3 separate regions of the Gossypium hirsutum genome follow, and all the other regions are linked to region 2. The links are chromatin contacts, called in public Hi-C maps. All regions are on one chromosome and are shown on one strand. Each heading gives the region's core, a stretch centred on a gene start, on an enhancer-like site or on the middle of the called end of the contact. The rest is flanking DNA. Distances are from core to core; before and after follow the strand shown. Region 1 holds the start of LOC107913211 (probable indole-3-pyruvate monooxygenase YUCCA10). Region 2 holds the start of LOC107913247 (protein TRANSPORT INHIBITOR RESPONSE 1). Region 3 holds the start of LOC107913261 (E3 ubiquitin-protein ligase MIEL1).

Region 1 (2,912 bases), core at 108-2,607, 260 kb after region 2:
AGAAGTCAAACCAGTGTCATTTCGAGGACGCGAGGAGGGCGTCGCGAGAATAGGTGGGGAAGATTGTCACGGGCCGCAGATCAAAGCCCGTGAAGGATGCGCATAAAGTGTCTCATAGAGGTCAACTTATTTAATGGGGCTCATTTGACCCACTTGAATTGGTCTGATTCGTGAACCCATGGAGAAGCCTATCTGTTTGAAGCCTTGGTGGCCCAATGAAACACTCTAGTAAAACTAGAGTTACCATGGTAATTATTGTATATCCTAATGGATAAAGAAGTATAGAGCTTAAATCCCTTAGAACTCTCATTTTGTATATAGACATTAATCTTAATTGTTGATGTAATTTGATTTGTATCATTGGATCTAAGGGAGCTCAACTATAAATAGAGCTCTCTCCCTTCATTTGTAATCATTTCATTCATAGTTATTGAATATTATTAAGAGAATTTACTCAAACACTTGGTGTGTGATTGTTTTCTTATGGCTTTTTTGTTTTTTCATTGCTTATTTATCTTTGAGTTGCTTCTGTTTTATTTCGGTCCCTTAGAGAAATTCCTTTGTGATTTCTTATTTTCGAGAGCTACACTAACTTAGGTGAATTTGAAGCAAAGAAATCACTTAAGGCCATATGGATTGTGAGACTAAAATTCTAGCCCCGTGACAATTACAGCTACTTCCTTGTTGCCAAATTTAATTTTCACCTTACTAGGTTGTGCAATATTCTATACCCAGAAGTAGAATATGAATTTTTATTTATATATATTTAAACAAAAGCTATTAATATAAATATTAATGAACGGTAAAAAATTATTATGGGTTTAAGTCCATTCCAATTGGCAACTTTATTGATTGAGTCTTGACTCAAATGATATTATGCTATTGCAACAACAACGAGGATATAAATTTGAGTGGGCTTAAATGTGTTCTTTCTCCATTTTAACGATTCGGAGAGTTATGGATACTTAAATAGAAATAGGCATTGTATAAAATTTTGAAATAGCTTTGTTGACAATTAGATGTTATATAAGATGGATGTATATTTTTAATAAAATATAAATATATATATTTAATAGTACAAATATATGATAGTTGTAATTAGTAATTAGGTAATGATAATAAAAAAATAAGTTTAGTAGTTTTGGTTCGTAACTTTAAGGACTGACTATGATTAAAAGAAAAACAAATTCAAGTTTATAATATAGCAGAAAAAAAACTTAGCCACCGAATAAGAGATGATCTCATCAAAAAAAAATGATATCCAAAGAAAGAAACATTAATTATTTAAGCAAATTTTTTCCAATATTAATTTTGTCTTATACGGTAATCGTAGTATAAAGTTACAACCCACATCCATGTTTCCATTGCCCATCCTTCCTTCCCTGCCTTCAAAACAAAGCCAATTTATTTAGTTTTTCCTTTTCTGATTGGGGCACTGCAGAAAAACATAAGCAATATGCAAGAACAACCGGTCATTATCATCGGAGCCGGCCCCTCAGGGTTGGCTACCGCCGCTTCCCTTAACCTCCACTCAATCCCTTACATCATCCTCGAAAGAGAGGATTGTTTCGCCTCCCTTTGGAAGAAATACGCCTACGATCGTCTCCACCTTCACTTACACAAGCAGTTCTGCCAGCTTCCCCATCTCCCTTTCCCTCACTCTTATCCCCGTTTCATCTCTAAGCAACAGTTCGTATCTTATTTGGACGACTACGTTTCTCATTTTAAGATCACCCCTTTGTACTGTCGATGCGTTGAGCTGGCTGTGTTCGATGAAATAATCAAGGAATGGACCGTCAAGGTCAGGAACTTGGGTTCCGGCGAGGTCGAGGAGTTCAGGGGGAGGTTTTTGGTCGTCGCCAGTGGAGAAGCAACCGACCCTTACACACCTGAGATTGAAGGACTGAAATCGTTTCCTGGAGATGTTCTTCATTCAACCCAGTTCAAAAATGGGAAGGCGTTTAGAGACAAGAACGTTTTGGTTGTTGGGTCAGGCAATTCCGGCATGGAGATCGCCATGGACCTCGCGAATCACGGTGCCAAAACATCCATCGTCGTTCGCAGCCCGGTAAGAAGAAGAAAAAAGAAACAAGATACTACTTGGATCTGATTATTTGAAATTCAAATAATTGATCTGTGTGTTTGTGTGGGGGTGCAGGTTCATATACTTTCGAGGGAAATGGTTTACTTGGGGTTGAATCTGTTGAAGTATATACCATTAAACATGGTGGACTGGTTGATGGTCATGCTTAGCAAGCTGGTTTACAGGGAGTTGAGTAAGTACGGGCTTAGCAGGCCTAAGGAGGGTCCATTTTTCATGAAAGTTGCCGACGGCAAGTACCCTGTTTTGGATGTCGGAACCTATAGCAAGATCAGGTCCCGGGAGATTCAGGTAAAGTTCACATCTTTTTCAAGGAATTTAAGGATTGCCCTACAATTTTCCTTGCTTTTTCTTTCTAGTCTTGTACTAGGAACTCATAATTATTACAAATCTTTCCTTATGCAAAACTAAAGTATACTAAATTAATTGCGCGGACCTTCAACTATAACCGCTTTCTATTTTTATATTTAATTTTTTTTTTGTTTTCTTTTCATTGCTGATTTATCATTTTTTTCATATTTTATCAAGGGAGAAATTAGACAAACAATTTAGAGATTGAAATTAGGTTATATATTTTTACAATAATTTCATCAAGACTCAAAATATAATTTTACAATTTACCAATTTAAAAATTTTATAAATTATAAAATAACTAAAAATTAAACTTCCATTTTAGGGTAGAGGCCTCACAGCCCCCGCTCCACCCCTATATTCTACCTCAAAACTTACTATGTTTTCATTGTCAATTTTTTAATTAATTAGAATGAAAATGATAATTTATGTGTTAAATTGTGATCAAAATAAAATTGAA
Region 2 (3,073 bases), core at 66-2,565:
TCGGTAATAGCTATGGAAAAATTATTCCCTCAATCCCCAACTCAGCAAAAAGTTTACCCAAAGAAAAATATTATTGGTTTATATAAACAACAAATCACGAGAAAAGGAATATAATTAAAGAGCATAAACAAGTCCCATTTCACATGAAGAAACCATCCAAAATAGTGAAAACAATACTCAAAAACGAATCTGCTGATATCAAACAAAACAAGGTATCGAAGAGGTAAAAAAGAACATGTGATTTTCATTAGATATTCTTAAAAAGAACCCCCATTTGACCTCAGATCTGAGAAAAGCAAGAGCTGAAATAACTAAGACAACTAGAACACGAGAGCAAACTCCTAAAAGTTCTTCACATCTTTGTTTTAAAAAAAAATAGTTCATGGGAATGAATAAACACTAATCAAGAAAAATGTAGCTAAAACCAAAAACAAATTGGGGAAAAGCTCTACTTTAACTCCCACAAAGATGAAAACTTCAACTCCTTTTCTCAGCTCAAAATGAAAACAAAAAAAAATCCCGAAAAAGGAGAAATGAAAAAAGTTTCATCAAACTCACTTGCAGCTAGCAGCAATGACAGCGAGACCATCAGTTGAAAACCCTTCACAAGAAGAAAGCACCAACACTTTGAAGTTCTTAAACGACTTAGCAATAAGCTCCAAGCTTTCGTCGGTAACGACCATCCTTTTAAGTCGAATCTCTTCGAGCCAAGGATAAGCTCCAGCCATCTCCTCGATCCAGGGAGACACGTAACCTCCCCATCCGTCCGGCACCAGATTGAAATCCGCAAAGTGCGGTTTCCCTTTCAACTCAATGGATCTAAACTCGGGGAACCGTCTGATCACCATCCTCGGGCTCACAGCGTAACAGTTCCCCACAAACACTTTCCTCCGACACCAACGCTCGATCTCGTACCACGATTTACACACCATCGACACCGCGTTCCGGTCTTTATCTGATTGTATGAATGAGAACACATGCTCCAGCACCTCGTCTGGGAACGAAAACGCCATTTTCTTATGCATTAATTAAAACTCGAAAAGAAGGAAAAAAGAAAACACACACACGAAAAAAAGAAAAGAATGAAGGCTTTTGATATGAAAGGATGATTTTTTTTTATCTCGATTTTGGTATTGGGTTTGGGTAGGATTTGAGTTTACTTAAGGCTTAGAGTTTGTTTTTTGAGATCTGAAACGCCATTAACGAAGCTTATAGGGGGAGCAGAGGCTGGGAGGGAGCTATGGAGAGAGAGAAAGAAAGTGAAGTCAAAGACAGACACAATGGACGAGAGAGGATAAGGATTTTTATTTTTGTTTTCGTAAGATGGTTAGATTTTAACCATGGTTAAATTAGTCATGGAAAATAAAGGACAAGCGAGAGAATTTCAATTTTTTTTTTTTTGTGTGGGGGCTGTTTAGATACTGATGGGCGATTAGGAAAGTAACACGTAATGATGGAGAGATGCGGGCCGTAGGATAGACGATGAGAGCCAGAGGTTCTTATCCGTCGACGACTAAGGGGAGCCGCATAAAACGGGTATATGGAAGAAATGTGGGGCAGTGGCACAGCAATAGCAACGAGTTGGATATTTATAATTTTTTTCATAAAATTTATAAATTTCATTTCATTTATCATTTGTATTACCTTTTGATTATACCTAAATTTAAAAAGTATATTTTTTTATTAAGTAGATTTTCCATTTGTATTACATTTAAGTAGAAAATAAATTTGAACAAGAATAATGCGAATTTAAGTAACATATACAAGTTCAAATTTGTTATGAATAACAAATTTTAATTATTATTATCTATATTACCTAAATTCGTATAAAAACAAATAGGATGTCCACGTATAACCATCCTACATTAAGCACATGTTTAGCGAGATTTTGAATAAATATCGGAAGGAAAAAGGGAACGAGATATTGGAGGGGCTGATAAAGTGTGATGATGTGTAGGGAGAGAATGGTGGTGCAAGGAATCTCATGATTCACGTAGCACGGCTGGATCTGGGGGATCGGATATTGCGGGGACCACAAGAAAGGGGTTAAAAAATAAATAATGAGGAATGATCTAATGTGAAATCTTGTTGTCATGACATCACGGCCGTCCAATCATATACAATTGTTTGCATTCAAAATCATGCTATCATTGGCCCCCGCGTACAACCCGCCCTATTCATCTCCAACGGCCTTGATTTATTTCATCATTATTGATCACGTATAAGTAAAAAATATTTTCTTTTTCATAATTTAGATTTCACATGTCAATAAAAGGGATGAGTCAAGGAAAAACGAATGAAGTACGAACGGGCGCACCATGCACCTTGATCAAGACCGTCTGATCAGGTTTACCTTTTCACAGTGTACGGTCGAAATACACAGAACCCGGAAAAATAAAGCTTTCCAAGTAGTAATTAATAAATATTAATTTTTACTGCAAAGGGTAAAAAATAAAAAGAAAAGGTTAAAGAGTCCCCACAATTACAACCGGCTGCACGTACATGTTTTCAGAGAAAATAATTGACTCTTTAACTGGTTTTGTAAAATAACGAAAATACTCCTCATCTTACCAAACTATTCGCCCTCCTATTTCAATTGAACAAAAGGGTAGTTTTGTCAGTTGGCGAAAAGGACATGGTATTATGGGGTTGCACTGTCTTGGCATGGAGTCCATTGAGCTGTCCCTTTTATGTAGAAAAAGTTGAGAAGTTAAAACTCAACGGCCCAGATCTAAAGTTGCTAAAAAAAAGAGATTTGAACCGTCGGATGGCTTCTTCAGATAAGCGTCCTTATCGATAGCAACTGTAAAAGCTTGTCTCTACCTATAGTATATACAATACATACATTATATACAAAAAAAATATATTTTTAAAATGAAATTCATTTATTTTCTTAAAACTAATTCCTAAATAATTTGCCCTGAAATTTAGATGATAATTTGTTTAATACAAATAGGAAATGCTCGGGACGGTCGCATGCACAGTCCATTTCATCCCTCGTCATTTTACAGGGCCACGTCATCTTATTCGTTTTAGAAGTTATCTTTTTTTTCTCTGTCAATTAGGGAAGTTG
Region 3 (3,088 bases), core at 119-2,618, 320 kb before region 2:
TCGTTTTGATAAGAGAAATTTGTTTATTGGAAATATCTTAATTTTGATTAGAAAAATTTGTTTATTGGAAATATCTTGTCTAGCATCTCGTCTTAAATGATTAGCATGTGAATCTCGATCAATTTTCACATCACATTATTGGGATTTATTTAAAGTAATCTATCAAGAGAAGATCCTTCATAGTCCAAAGACATGTATTAAGGGTACACATAACAAATCTACTACATAACGTGGCAACGTTATGAGATTCACAAAAAAGCCCATATCTAAGAAAACAGAGAAGGATGGATACAAGACATACTTGTGAGACTATTACTTTTGTCGAAGTGCCTCCTCAACCCGTCCTCTATTGAATCAATTTTCAATTCTTTACATGACTAGTGGATGAACCGTCACTTATCAATTATCACTCAATTTACTTCTTTGTATCAACTCTTCTAATTATTTTCTTTCATTTTAAAAAGTATTTGTATATCATCCAAAATTAATGATATCCGTATTAAAAACATTCTTAATTTTATCATTTACATTTGAGTTATTATCTTCATTAACAAACAACAAATTTTATAAAATGTTAATGTTAAAACTTGATGAAAGGAGAAAAAGGACAACAGTCCACGGTGATTGTTAACAAGGAACAACCTTTATTAAAGGGATAATGTATATGGCCATTGAATTTGTTCATTATATCTAGTTGATTCCTAAATTTATATTCTTGTTAACTAAGTTGATATATCCACATTGACACTATTAATTTTGCTGGTATGGCACTATTATTCAATCTGATGGTGCCACGTGATGTTTTGAGAGGTTGCCACATGGCAAACATAAATTACAAAATATATTTATGTTTTCCATGTGGTGTTATGAGAAGTTGTCACGTGACATCATCGGATTGATTAGCAGAGTCACATTAGCACAAACTAACGGTGTTAATGCGAAGGTACTAACTTAGTTGATGGAATACAAATTCAATGCTAACTAAATCCAAAAAAAATTTAGAAACTAACTAAATATAAATAGACAAATTCAGATGTCAAATTATATATAATCTCTTTATTAAATGTATAAATGTCAAAATGAGTGAGAAGTTAACAACAGTCGACGGGGAAGGGGTGAAATAAGAAAACATTCAGTGACGATTGTTACGACGTAGGCTGAGGCTAATATCTACTGCTAGCAGTTAAACAAATCTTTTTTTGCAAACGTAAGATAAAAGTGAATTCCATTGGCATTCAAAAAAGGAAAAAAGAAAACATCAGTTTGATTTACAAGCCTAATAAGGCCGAGCAAACATGATTGACTTTGAAGGCCTAATAGGCCCAATTTATTTATATTTAAAAATTATTTAAAAGTTTTATAAAATCGATTAACTTTTTAATATACGACACGGGTAAATTTTATGTTTTTCTATGTTGTTCTTAATTTCCAGAAAGGGGAAAAAAAAACAGAAAGAAGAAGAGCAAAAGTCTCTATTTTGTTCTTTCTTTCTTCGTGTTCCTATTCTAACCAATGGCAGGGGACTCTGTAATTTCGCCTCAGAGAAGCAAAGATTTCGGAAAACACGAGCATGGGTATCTTCTCTTTGCTCTATATTCTTTTTTGTTTCCTTTGGGTTTCAATTTGTTAAATTCTTTTTTTTTGTTTGTTTTTCTTTCAGATGCGATCACTACAAGAGACGATGTAAAATCCTTGCTCCTTGCTGTAATAAGATCTTCCCTTGCCGTCATTGCCATAACGAGACCTCAGTACTCTCTCTCCCTTCTCTCGTTTCCCTTTCCCTTTTCATGTTCATTTACGTTTTTAAATTGCCTGCCTTGGTTAGATATATTTATTAATCTTATTGTTTTGGATTGTTTAAAATTTTTTTCTTTTAATAATTCATTTATTTATTTGTTTAATTTAGAACTCACTTAGCAACCCAAAAGATCATCACGACCTTGTCAGGCAGGATGTCAAGCAAGTATGTCTTATTTGACAAAATCACCTTTCATGTTGTACCTTAACATATAATTGTTATAATGGAGTGGAGTTGATGATGTGTCAGGTTATTTGTTCAATCTGCAATACCCAACAGGAGGTATGTCTCGTTGCATTTAATTCTGTGGTAGTAACTGTAAGTGTCTCAACTCTGAAAGTCCATTTTTCTAATGTCCAGGTTACTCAAGTCTGTTCCCATTGTGGGGTAAACATGGGAGAATATTTCTGCGACATTTGTAAATTCTATGATGATGATGTAAGATCATTGCATGTTTATGTTTACTTTTATTCCACTTAAAGAATCATGTTGAGTTTATGTTATGAATGTTGCAGATTACAAAGGGACAATTCCATTGTAATGATTGTGGAATTTGTAGGTTAGTTAGCATGTTGTGTCCGATTGCTTAAGTTTTTTACCTGTTATTGTAACTTGTTTCCGTCTTATATCTTGTCAACTTCTAGTCTGGTCTAATCTGTGGTTTACACAGGGTTGGTGGCCGTGATAAGTTCTTTCACTGCGAGAAATGTGGTAGGCAGTCTTATTACCATTCTTGCTCCTTAATTGATTTAGTTTTAGAGTTGGTTTCTTTTATAGTATTGTATGGAATTTCCTGTTATACTTGTTATGGGGCACAATATGCTATTCCTCTTTAAGCTGAAAAGAAACGGAAAAAGATGAAAAGGATAGCTGAATTATAAGTTATTGATATTCATGGTGGTTTGATCATATTAACCAGATGTGGTTCTTCTCTAATTTTTGTTTATTTCATAGGATTAACCTAAGAAAGCCAAAGGAAATAGCCAAAATCGTAATGATAGATAGCCCTTAAAATCCTTCTTTTCCCTACTGTTGTAATATTGCGGAGTGCAGCGAAGTATATTGGCTTTATCTGTTGTTTAGATGGCCGTGTTCCAGAGTGTTTATTGAGGCGTGTTGCAGTTCTATAGTCGTAGTGTCTCCTATTTTGTCCATTATCATTTTAAACATAGGGCTCAAAGAGATGACTCCTAAGACATCTGGGGTCCTTTCAATGAGTTTCTGACTCCATTAGATAGTTGCAGATTTAATGGTGTCCCAAGCTAGGTTACTTCAGACTCGTAAAATTCA

What was found. A called contact is a pair of places that touch in the nucleus more often than the background predicts.
Region 1: a contact with region 2 is called in a Hi-C map of leaf, with 1.8 times the contacts expected there. The contact joins the promoter of LOC107913211 here to the promoter of LOC107913247 in region 2. A contact is called at or near these places in 7 of 34 Hi-C or Micro-C datasets (anther, hypocotyl and leaf).
Region 3: a Hi-C map of leaf shows a contact between it and region 2, with 2.6 times the contacts expected there. The contact joins the promoter of LOC107913261 here to the promoter of LOC107913247 in region 2. A contact is called at or near these places in 13 of 34 Hi-C or Micro-C datasets (anther, callus, hypocotyl and 3 more).

Annotation. Positions count from the first base shown.
Region 1 is chrD08:11,346,073-11,348,984 of Gossypium_hirsutum_v2.1, reverse strand. LOC107913211 (probable indole-3-pyruvate monooxygenase YUCCA10) reads left to right here and starts at 1,357. Exons shown (of 4, transcript XM_041099847.1): 1 at 1,357-2,068; 2 at 2,159-2,392. The coding sequence starts at 1,457.
Region 2 is chrD08:11,609,786-11,612,858 of Gossypium_hirsutum_v2.1, reverse strand. LOC107913247 (protein TRANSPORT INHIBITOR RESPONSE 1) reads right to left here and starts at 1,315. Exons shown (of 3, transcript XM_016841773.2): 1 at 559-1,315. The coding sequence starts at 1,025.
Region 3 is chrD08:11,927,669-11,930,756 of Gossypium_hirsutum_v2.1, reverse strand. LOC107913261 (E3 ubiquitin-protein ligase MIEL1) reads left to right here and starts at 1,368. Exons shown (of 12, transcript XM_016841792.2): 1 at 1,368-1,574; 2 at 1,661-1,748; 3 at 1,907-1,963; 4 at 2,048-2,080; 5 at 2,159-2,236; 6 at 2,314-2,357; 7 at 2,469-2,509. The coding sequence starts at 1,513.